3 separate regions of the Mus musculus genome follow, and all the other regions are linked to region 3. The links are chromatin contacts, called in public HiChIP or PLAC-seq maps. All regions are on one chromosome and are shown on one strand. Each heading gives the region's core, a stretch centred on a gene start, on an enhancer-like site or on the middle of the called end of the contact. The rest is flanking DNA. Distances are from core to core; before and after follow the strand shown. Region 1 overlaps 1700048F04Rik (RIKEN cDNA 1700048F04 gene). Region 2 has its middle 33 kb from the start of Gm40329. Region 3 holds the start of Tmem132b (transmembrane protein 132B).

Region 1 (2,952 bases), core at 337-2,836, 410 kb after region 3:
AACCTAGACACAAAACTTGACACAAACCTGGGAAGAGAGATCCTCAGTTGAAGAATAGTCTAGATCAAATTTTCTTAACTGCTGATTGATGTGGGAGGGCCCAGCCCCTACTATGGGTGGTAGCACCCCTGGATTGGTGGTACTGGGTGCTATAAGAAAGCAGGCTGAGCAAGCCATGGTGTACAAGCCAGTAAGCAGGACTCCTTCATGACCTCTGCTTTGCATTTCTTCCCTAACTTCCCTCCTTGACAGTAAAACAAACCTGATAAGGTGAAATAAACACCTTTCTTCCCAAGTTGCTTTTGGTCATTTTCTTATCACAACAATAGAAAGCAAACAAAGACAGTCTTGCTTTGTAGTCCAGGCTTGCCTGGAACTTATAATTCTCCTGCCTCAGTCTCCTGTGTGCCGAGATTACACGCATCCACCACTTTACTAGGTATCAGTGATATGATGATGTAAGAATTATCATTCATATTTAAGACCTGATGTGGTGGTATACGCATATTTAGAAATATGTACCAAAATGTTAACAGCATTTATGAGGGGAAGAAAAAAAAAAGATCCTGTCTCCAAATGGATTTTAAAATCTTGAAGAAACATCTGGTTTTAGTTTATATCAAGCCATTTTTTCCCCCTTTGGGAGGATTTTGCTGACCTGATTTCTCAGATATTCAAAGTTTACATGGTGGCCATGTTGTCATTCTCAGAAGATGTCTCCCAATGAACTCCTGTCTTTCAAAGTAACTCTGCCTGTCTGTCTATCTATCTATCTATCTATCTATCTATCTATCTATCTATCTACCTATCTATCTCTCTATCAATCCATACACCTACCTTCCCTTCCTTCCTTCCTTCCTTCCTTCCTTCCTTCCTTCCTTTCTTTCTTTCTTTCTTTCTTTCTTTCTTTCTTTCTTTCTTTCTTTCTTTCTTTTTTTCTTTCTTTCTATCCATACACCTGTCTGTCTCTCTGTCTGTCATCTACCTATCATCTATCACCTTATCATCTATCTGTCTATCTATCTATCTATCTATCTATCTATCTATCTATCTATCTATCTATCTATCTGCCAATCAGTATGCTATGATGTCTGTATGGAGGTCAGAATATAACTTGTAGAAGTTGGTTCTCTTTTTTCACTGTGTGGGTTCCGGGGATCGAACTTAGGCTGCCAGACTTGGTGGCAAGCACCTTTACCCACTGAGCCACCTCACAGGGCCCAAGCTTCTGTTTTCTAACATCAATCCTTCCTCAGCCCCTCGACCACATTTTATTTCAAGGTGTTGGGTGCAGGGTCCTGGCGGAGCCGGTTCTAACGTCCATGGATGCAGAAGCTTCCAAGTGGGTTTTGGCCACGGTGAGAGGCCCATACTGAAAAGGCCTCTGAATGCAATAATTGAATAGACATAATTACAAGGCTTCATGCCATGTGAAATTGTAAATAGACTGACAATGTAATTTGCACTCATTTATGATACAGTAGCTCATTAAGGCTCCAATTTCCATCCCTTTCATTAACAAGCTCATCTGCCCCTCTGAGTGAGGCCCCTTTTGTGTGAGGTGTGGCTCTCTGCCCACAGCGATGCCCAAGCGAGTGCAGAAGCACTCTTGGTGACAGTGCAGTGAGTGGCCAAGTGGTATCCTCAGGGTGCTTATCCGTCAGCAAAAGAGAAACAGGTGCAAATTATGGGATGTCTCTCTCTCTCTATGTATATTTTTTTATTTGAGTACATCTATTTTGTTTGGATGGCAGAGAATTCTTAACATTAAATATAAGCTGTGGGATGCTAATACACCTTCCACAATCATAGTCCCTGTGCCATGGTTTCGTGGGGAGAATTAAATGAATGGCCAACCTGCATGCTAAGCGCAGGGCATGGTGCCTGGCAGAGCGAGTGCTTCAGAGATGTTTGTAAGGGAGTTGAGTGCTCAGCTCCACCTGCAAACCAAACCTTCCTCTGTAGAAACAGAATAGTGGTCAGCAGGGTTACACTGGAAAAAGGGAGTCTCTATGCTGCCAAGGCTGGTGGCCATGAGCAAAGAAGTACTTGATGGATGCTGAGCTTTGAATCCACCATTTCTTTTCTTCCTCTGGTGAACTGTGTGGCAATCCGAACCTGCCTGCTGCCAGGCTCATCCTTCTCCAACTACAAAGTGCCACTGGTCACCGTGATATACATTACCTGCTCATTATCTGTGCAGGCCTCAAGTTAGACACACCCAGAATCTACAGTTAAAATGAAAACCAATGATGGCTCAGTGGTTAAAGGCACTTACTGCCAAGCCTCATGACCTGAGTTTGACCCTGTTACACATAGAGGAAGGAGAGAACCAACTTCTAGATGTGTTCTGGCTTCCACAAGCTCTCTGTGGAAAACACACACACACACACACACACACACACACACACACACACACGTAATAAAAAAAAAAGAACTAGTGGGCAACATGTTGGACTTTATTCTTCTTTCTTCAAAAGGATTGTCTCCGTTTTTCTGTCTTTCGCACCATCCTGTTTTCCCTACAGATGAACTAAACATACATTTCTTTGTTTCCGTACTGTGGATGACACACCACCAGCAGCTTCACGCTTCTGCCATCACGACTTCCCTGCCATGATGGACTGTGCTCTCATACTGTGAGCCGAGACAAATGCATTCTTTCTTAAGTTGCTTTTTATCAGGTGTGTTGTCCTCGCAACAACACAGCGACTAGCACATTCCGCTTTGCTTCTTTCTGCAGTTTTCTGTGTATCTTCTCTTCTTCACTCACACAGATTTCTGTGGTAGAGTTTATGGATTTTCTACCACCTGCTGCACACTGGCTAAGCATCTCAGATTCAGGACACCAGTTGTCATAGTCAGCTTCCGGGGTCAACGTGACACTGACCTAGAGTCACCTGGGAAGAGAGAACCTCAGCTGCAGAACTGTCAGACCAGCTTAGCCTATGA
Region 2 (2,947 bases), core at 252-2,751, 480 kb after region 3:
AAAGAGGAGAGAAAAAAAAAGACTAACCACATAATTTAAAGTGAATTTTTGAGAAACAAGCGTCCTCTCTTCATAATAAGAGTCATGGAAACTCAGAGTAGCACAGTCCAGCATCACTCCAGAGAAAAACAAAAATGGCTGGTGTACCACTTTGGCTCTTATATTGCTAATCTCTCTCTCTCTCTCTCTCTCTCTCTCTCTCTCTCTCTCACTCACTCACTCTCTCTCTCACGCGCACACACACACACACACACACACACACACACAGCCCACTGTCCCCACCTCTTACTACACACACACACACAAACACACACACAAACACTATATTCTTCATGGGCCAAGTTCTTGGTGAAGGAACAATGCCCTTGGTATCTAGTATTGCCTGTCCTGTTGGTTCAGGATGCAAAGTTTCATCTAACGTATATCCTTGGCTTGAAATTTCCTCCTTCTACAATACCGTGTCCAGTCAGGTGCTGGATGCCTGTAACTTTGTAAACCTAGAATGAACTGAAAGGCTCTGACAAGCAGGCAGCAGCTGCCCTCTAGGGAAGACGGGGCCCAGTGCCTCCTGCTTGCCTGCAATGTTCTCATGAGCTCTATGTACACAGCATACTGAAAATGGACTATGATTGCTTTCTTACAGCTTCAAATCATTCCCAGCCCAAATGTGCTGATGGTGGGGGTGGGGGGTAGAGTGCATTCTGGGCTCTCAGACAGATCATATGTGACGAGAGTAGATGTATCCTGGTGTCGACAGCAGGTGGATGGCTCTACCTGCTTATTGTGAACAGAAGCTGGGCAACCGTATCCCAGGTTCTCAAGGTTCAGTGCAGACAGAACCAGTGTGAAGTATGAGGATGTGGGATCCTTGAGTAGGTGGGAATGGGGGTGCTTGGGGGAATGGAGGGTGCAGAGGGGATGGGCAGCAAGTGTTTCTTGGCTTTCAAGTCACCTCATGATCACTCATTGGTCACTTCCGGCATGTGCACCTTTCTGTCACGACAAGCTATAGCTATTTTTTTAAGTGTTCCAAAATTACACATGAGTGTCAACCTCACACATTTTCAAGTAGGAAATAATGGGAGGAACTGTGCCATCGTATCCCACACTCAGATACCGGTGGCTTGGCATGATTTATCTCAAGCATTGTTACTGGGAGTATCATCTTCTCAGAATGTGTGTGAGAGGAAAGAGTCTCTGATCAGCTGTCAAACATCTGGAGCCTCATTCTTCCCTGAGTCCTGGTGGCAGTGCTCTCTTGTCTATAAAATTAACATTGTGCTGCTCTGAGCCCCAGAACAATGGGTAGGGGAGAAACCGGAATACTTCCGATATTTTGCTGGGAGTAGAGAGTATTTGTAATCATGGTGATTTATCCACAAGTTCATTTTTTTTTTTGTCCCCCTGCCAAAACTCAAAGATCCACAAAGATAGGACTGCTAAAAAGCAAACAGCTTGCTATGAGTCATACTTGGGCTGAAATTATGAACTGAATGGGTTTTTAAGGACCATTAAAATGTCAGAATACCTCATCTCTGTAAACAAGTAGGGAAGGGCGTGGTCTCTAAAGCTGAACTTCTGCCTCTGCCATGCACGTTTTCCCCCTTGTTTAAATGAATCCATTCTGTCACTGAGGAGCAAAAATAGATGGTCCTTTTCAACTCCTTTACAGTGAGATATTAGCTAGGACCTAGGCAGGGGTGGAGAGGTCTCTATGACAGAGAAGACTGATCAGTATTAGAATAAAGTATTTATTTAATTGTTCCAGATTTCTCTTTGAGAGTAGCTCCTTTTTTTTTTTCATCAGCAAAATGAGCGCGTATCAGGTTATCTTGCCTGCATTCATATGGAGCTGCTGGAATCGGCTTCCGCTAAGGCCTCGTTACCGTGAATAGCAAGCATGATGTATGCAAATCATTTCCCATTATAAATATAGATTATTTCCTCTTTCCACAAACCATGGCGACCACAATAAAAATGATGAACTGTGTTGGGAAGAAAGACATAGCAATTGAGAAGCTGAGGGAGGGCGTTTATGTTTGGCTTATCAAATTATGCACCTTTTTATCTTCTGAGTTAATGGTATTGTGTTCATAAGCTTTGCATATTCTAATTTATTTCCCCAGACTGCAAATAGTTTTCCTTGTGCCTAGCCAGCTTTCTGAAGGCCTAGCAGATAGCCCTGGCTGCTGGCTTTTGTCCTTCATGTATGTGGAGGTACGGGTCTGGAATATAGAGAACTCTGGCCAGTCTCACCCTGCAGATCCTGACCAGCACTGTCCTTGGAATGGGCTGTCCCAGCCACACTTAAAATCCAATCCATTGTGTTGCCCTCTGCTCTTGCGGGATGTGCCATAGGATGCCAGCTCGCACTAGGGCTAGGTTAAGCAAAGCTGCGAAACCGGAAATGGCTGTGTACCTTAGAACAAGCCCTGCCAGACCAACATGGAGGGCACAACACCACCACTGCTGGCACTGAGATAGCGGTGGGCAGCTGGCTTTCACGTTGTCGTATAGATGTGGTGCTCTTAATTAGGCTTCAGTATACTATCCTGTGGCACTGGCATAACGGGTGCTTGGTCTGGGTTCTAAAGGTCGAATACCTTAGAGACAACTCATAACATTGGAGAATAGCTCAGCAGCACCAGTTTTTAGGAAGGGTGTTGATCAAGTTTATCTGCACAAGTGAGGGAGCAGAGTAAAGTGATCACCTAGGCTGTAGGGAAGGGAGCCTGAGGAGAACTGAGCCCAGATCAAGTGGGCACTGGACTGCAGAGGCAGGGGACATACAGGTCAATGCTGGCTAGATCTGATATGGTCAGTTTCTGTCTCTGCAGAATGGAGTGGGCATGACTGATTAATCTCTGAGCCTGGCTGCCATGTGGTACAGATAACTGTTGGTCCTTCATCCTCCTTTCTCTTTCTACATCCGTGACTCCCAGGAATG
Region 3 (2,943 bases), core at 248-2,747:
ATACCAGCTAGAGGCTGCCCTGACTTTATGTCTCAGGTTGGGAAATTGAGGCTCTTTGGAGGATTATGAGTTTTGCCTGCCCTGGGTTCTCAACTAAGGATGCTGGGCCACAGTCTGCATCATCCCTGTTGACTGATTTGAGGTCTGACCCATCTTTCTTTTTTTCTTTCTTTCTTTCTTTCTTTCTTTCTTTCTTTCTTTCTTTCTTTCTTTCTTTCTTTCTTTCTTTCTTTCTCTCTCTCTCTTTCTTTTTCTTTTTCTTTTTCTTTTTCTTTTTTTTTTTTTTTTTTTTTTTTTGGTTTTTCGAGACAAGGTTTCTCTGTATAGCCCTGGCTGTCCTGGAACTCACTTTGTAGAGCAGGCTGGCCACGAACTCAGAAATCCGCCTGCCTCTGCCTCCCGAGGGCTCGGATTAAAGGCGTGCGCCACCACTCCCGGCTTCTGACCCATTTTTCTACGCCAAGCCAGGACACCAGAAACTGGTGGCAGGTTGAGCAGAACCCAGACTCTAATTCAGGTGTTTAGACACCACAGCCTCTGTCTGGCTTTGCAGCCTGGTGAAGGGAACTTCCAGGGCCTCTCAGAGAAGCACCTCGGAGCTTCCCTGTTTCAACCTGTCGCCTGGACTAGGCTGTGCATTCAAAGGGACTGTAGTTTCTTGGTCCCTGTAAGCTGGGACTCTCTTCCCACGCCGGGCTGAAGCCTGGCCCACTTCGTGGACATATCGGACGACCTGCCTTGGTGGCGGAGCCGTGCCTCCTCTCCCCACTCCTTAGCACAGAAAGAGCGCTCTGATCTGCCTGAGGCTGGTAGATACTCTTGCGGGCTCTCAGGCCACACCACATCTATCACGTGCCCTAGTCTGCGCGCAGCAATCTATCCCTCACAGATGCCTCCTCTGCGGGCCTCTCCGGTAGCTTGCTTGCCTTCTCAACCCCGGGGACGCCCAGCGTTGCGCTCCCTCCCAACACTCCCTGGGAACCCGCTCCGCACTCTAAACGCTCTCTCTGTCCCTGCCCGACTACCTATTCGGGTCTCCACAGGCCTTGGCGGCCCTGTGCTCTCCCCTGGGAGTGAGTGACACATCCTGACGCTTAACCGCTGGGTGGCCGCCTGGTGTCTTGGCCCGGAGGAGGGGAGGGGACTGGGGGGGGGGGAGGACACCTCCCTGCCTCCTCTTTTTCTATTCTTTAACATCTCTGGGTATGTTCCTCCTCTCTCTTCCTCTCTTCCCTATTCCTCTTCTTCTCCCCTTCCTTTCCTCCTTTCATCTCCTTCCTTCCCTAACTCCATCCTCCTCCCTCTTCTTCTAGCCCCATTCCTCCTCCTCCTCTCCCTCCTCCTTCCTCCTCCCTTCCCCTTCTCCCTCCTCCTCCTCCTTTCCTGTCCTCCTCCCTCCTCCTCCCTCCTGGCTGCTCCCCTCCTCCTCCCTCCTCCCTCCCCTCCTCCCTGCTCGGCTCGCTCACTCTCGCGCTGGCTGGAGGGGCGGCCGGCAGCTGGCGCTGGCCGAGGCGGCGGCGGGATGGGACGCGCGCTGGGGCGCAGGAGCCGCGGCGCCGGCGGGGGCCGCGCAACTCCGGCCAAGTGCAGGGCGGGCGCGCGCTGAGCCCGGGCGCCGTCTGCAGCCGGCGGCCGAGCGCGGAGCTGAGAGGTGCGGGAGGCGGCGGCGCAGGAGCGAGCGGAGCCCGGCGCCGGCTCCCGGGAGGACCATGCGGGCCCCGGCCGCGTCGCTCGGGCTGCTGCTGGCGCTGAGCGCGCTCCGCTGCGCAGGTAACGCGGCCGCGTCCCCTCCCCGACCCCGCGCGCAAAGTTGCTGCCTGGGTCCCAAGTCCCGGGCGGCCGCCGCCTCCTGCTCTTGGCGGGTCTGGGGAGCCCCGGGCGGCCCAAACCCCGCGCGCGTCCCCTTTGCCTCCTCTCCAGTCCCAGCTGCCCTTTGGATCCTTTTGGGGCTCCGGGAGCCACAGGCAGGGCTCCCTGAAATACCCCTCCTTACGCTGCCTGGCACCCGGGCCCCGGGGTCTGCTGGAGATGTAGTGGCCCAGCGTCCGTGGATTGCTGTCCTGTTGTCTGGACACCTGCGGGGCCTGGAGGTCGTCTGGGCTGGCCATGTCTGGCTTGGCTGCAGTCCTTCCCGCGCCTGGTTGCCCCTCTGTTTCCAGCCTCCCAAAGCTACCCGCTCCCCCAAGTGGCTCCCGCTGTCTCCCAAAGTAGCTTCCGCAGGCAGCCAGGTGACCCTGCCGCTCACCCTCTGGAAGCGCGGGTCGTCCCAGCACCCTGACCCATACGTGGTCTAGCAGGACCCGGGAGCGTGGTCCGCTCAGGCACCTAGTGATGTCTAACGTGAAGGTGTTCAGAGCCCTCGCCCCGGGATCCGGGAGTCTGGCTCCAGACTGGCACCTGCGCAGCTGTCGCCTAAACCCCGCGAATGGGGGAAGTCAGAATAGCCAGTTATATGCTGTTTGCAGCCTGGGATGGAGTTGGCTAGGTTCAGCCACCTCGGTGTTGCTACGTGTTGGTTGTAGAGGAAGCTTATCCTAAAATGACAGTACCCCCCTCCCCCACCCCAGGCAAGTAGAGACAATCCCAAAGGCTGGGAAGAAGCGACAGTCACGAGCCCTGTTCATGTGCGTATGAGGGCTGTGTTCTCCAGACCTTTAAAGCCCACGTTTTGGGAGCAGGTAGCTTTAGACTGAGAGCTTCGCTTCCCATTCCTTAAAACAAAAACCGACCGTACAGATACCCAGAACGCGGAAGGAAAAATGCACCCTCAACTTTGCGGCTCCGACTGCCTGGGTGAGGTCGCACTTAGGAGTAAACCTGGATGCCAACTTGTTTGGAAGGATGACTGTGCATAGGCAAAAGTAAATATTGCCTTCCTTCTAGATGACCTCAAGTGACCCCAAATATTTACTAAGACTTTCCCCTTGGAGAGATGGTGGCCAG

What was found. HiChIP or PLAC-seq counts read pairs in DNA pulled down with a chosen protein or histone mark.
Region 1: an H3K27ac HiChIP or PLAC-seq map of VIP interneurons shows a contact between it and region 3, with 7 times the contacts expected there. The contact joins the enhancer-like site here to the promoter of Tmem132b in region 3. A contact is called at or near these places in 5 of 484 Hi-C or Micro-C datasets (the AtT-20 cell line, liver, olfactory sensory neurons and 1 more), 3 of 115 datasets of contacts at active chromatin or transcription factors (SST interneurons, VIP interneurons and neural progenitor cells) and 1 of 9 other capture datasets (embryonic stem cells).
Region 2: a contact with region 3 is called in an H3K27ac HiChIP or PLAC-seq map of VIP interneurons, with 6 times the contacts expected there. The contact joins the enhancer-like site here to the promoter of Tmem132b in region 3. A contact is called at or near these places in 7 of 484 Hi-C or Micro-C datasets (cerebral cortex, cortical neurons, embryonic stem cells and 2 more), 5 of 115 datasets of contacts at active chromatin or transcription factors (SST interneurons, VIP interneurons, embryonic forebrain and 2 more) and 1 of 9 other capture datasets (embryonic stem cells).

Annotation. Positions count from the first base shown.
Region 1 is chr5:125,945,400-125,948,351 of GRCm38.p6, forward strand. All of the region lies in intron 1 of 1700048F04Rik (RIKEN cDNA 1700048F04 gene), which reads left to right. Among named protein-coding and RNA genes, the nearest start is that of 1700048F04Rik, 18 kb to the left of the region's middle. Within about 2 kb of position 1,587, at least 2 of the 459 cell types and tissues checked have an H3K27ac peak or open chromatin away from gene starts, as enhancers often do. A contact at or near this core is called in VIP interneurons, where this site is marked.
Region 2 is chr5:126,006,645-126,009,591 of GRCm38.p6, forward strand. No RefSeq gene overlaps it. Among named protein-coding and RNA genes, the nearest start is that of Gm40329, 33 kb to the right of the region's middle. Within about 2 kb of position 1,502, at least 14 of the 459 cell types and tissues checked have an H3K27ac peak or open chromatin away from gene starts, as enhancers often do. A contact at or near this core is called in SST interneurons, VIP interneurons and cortical neurons, where this site is marked.
Region 3 is chr5:125,530,921-125,533,863 of GRCm38.p6, forward strand. Tmem132b (transmembrane protein 132B) reads left to right here and starts at 1,498. Exons shown (of 9, transcript NM_001190352.1): 1 at 1,498-1,770. The coding sequence starts at 1,710.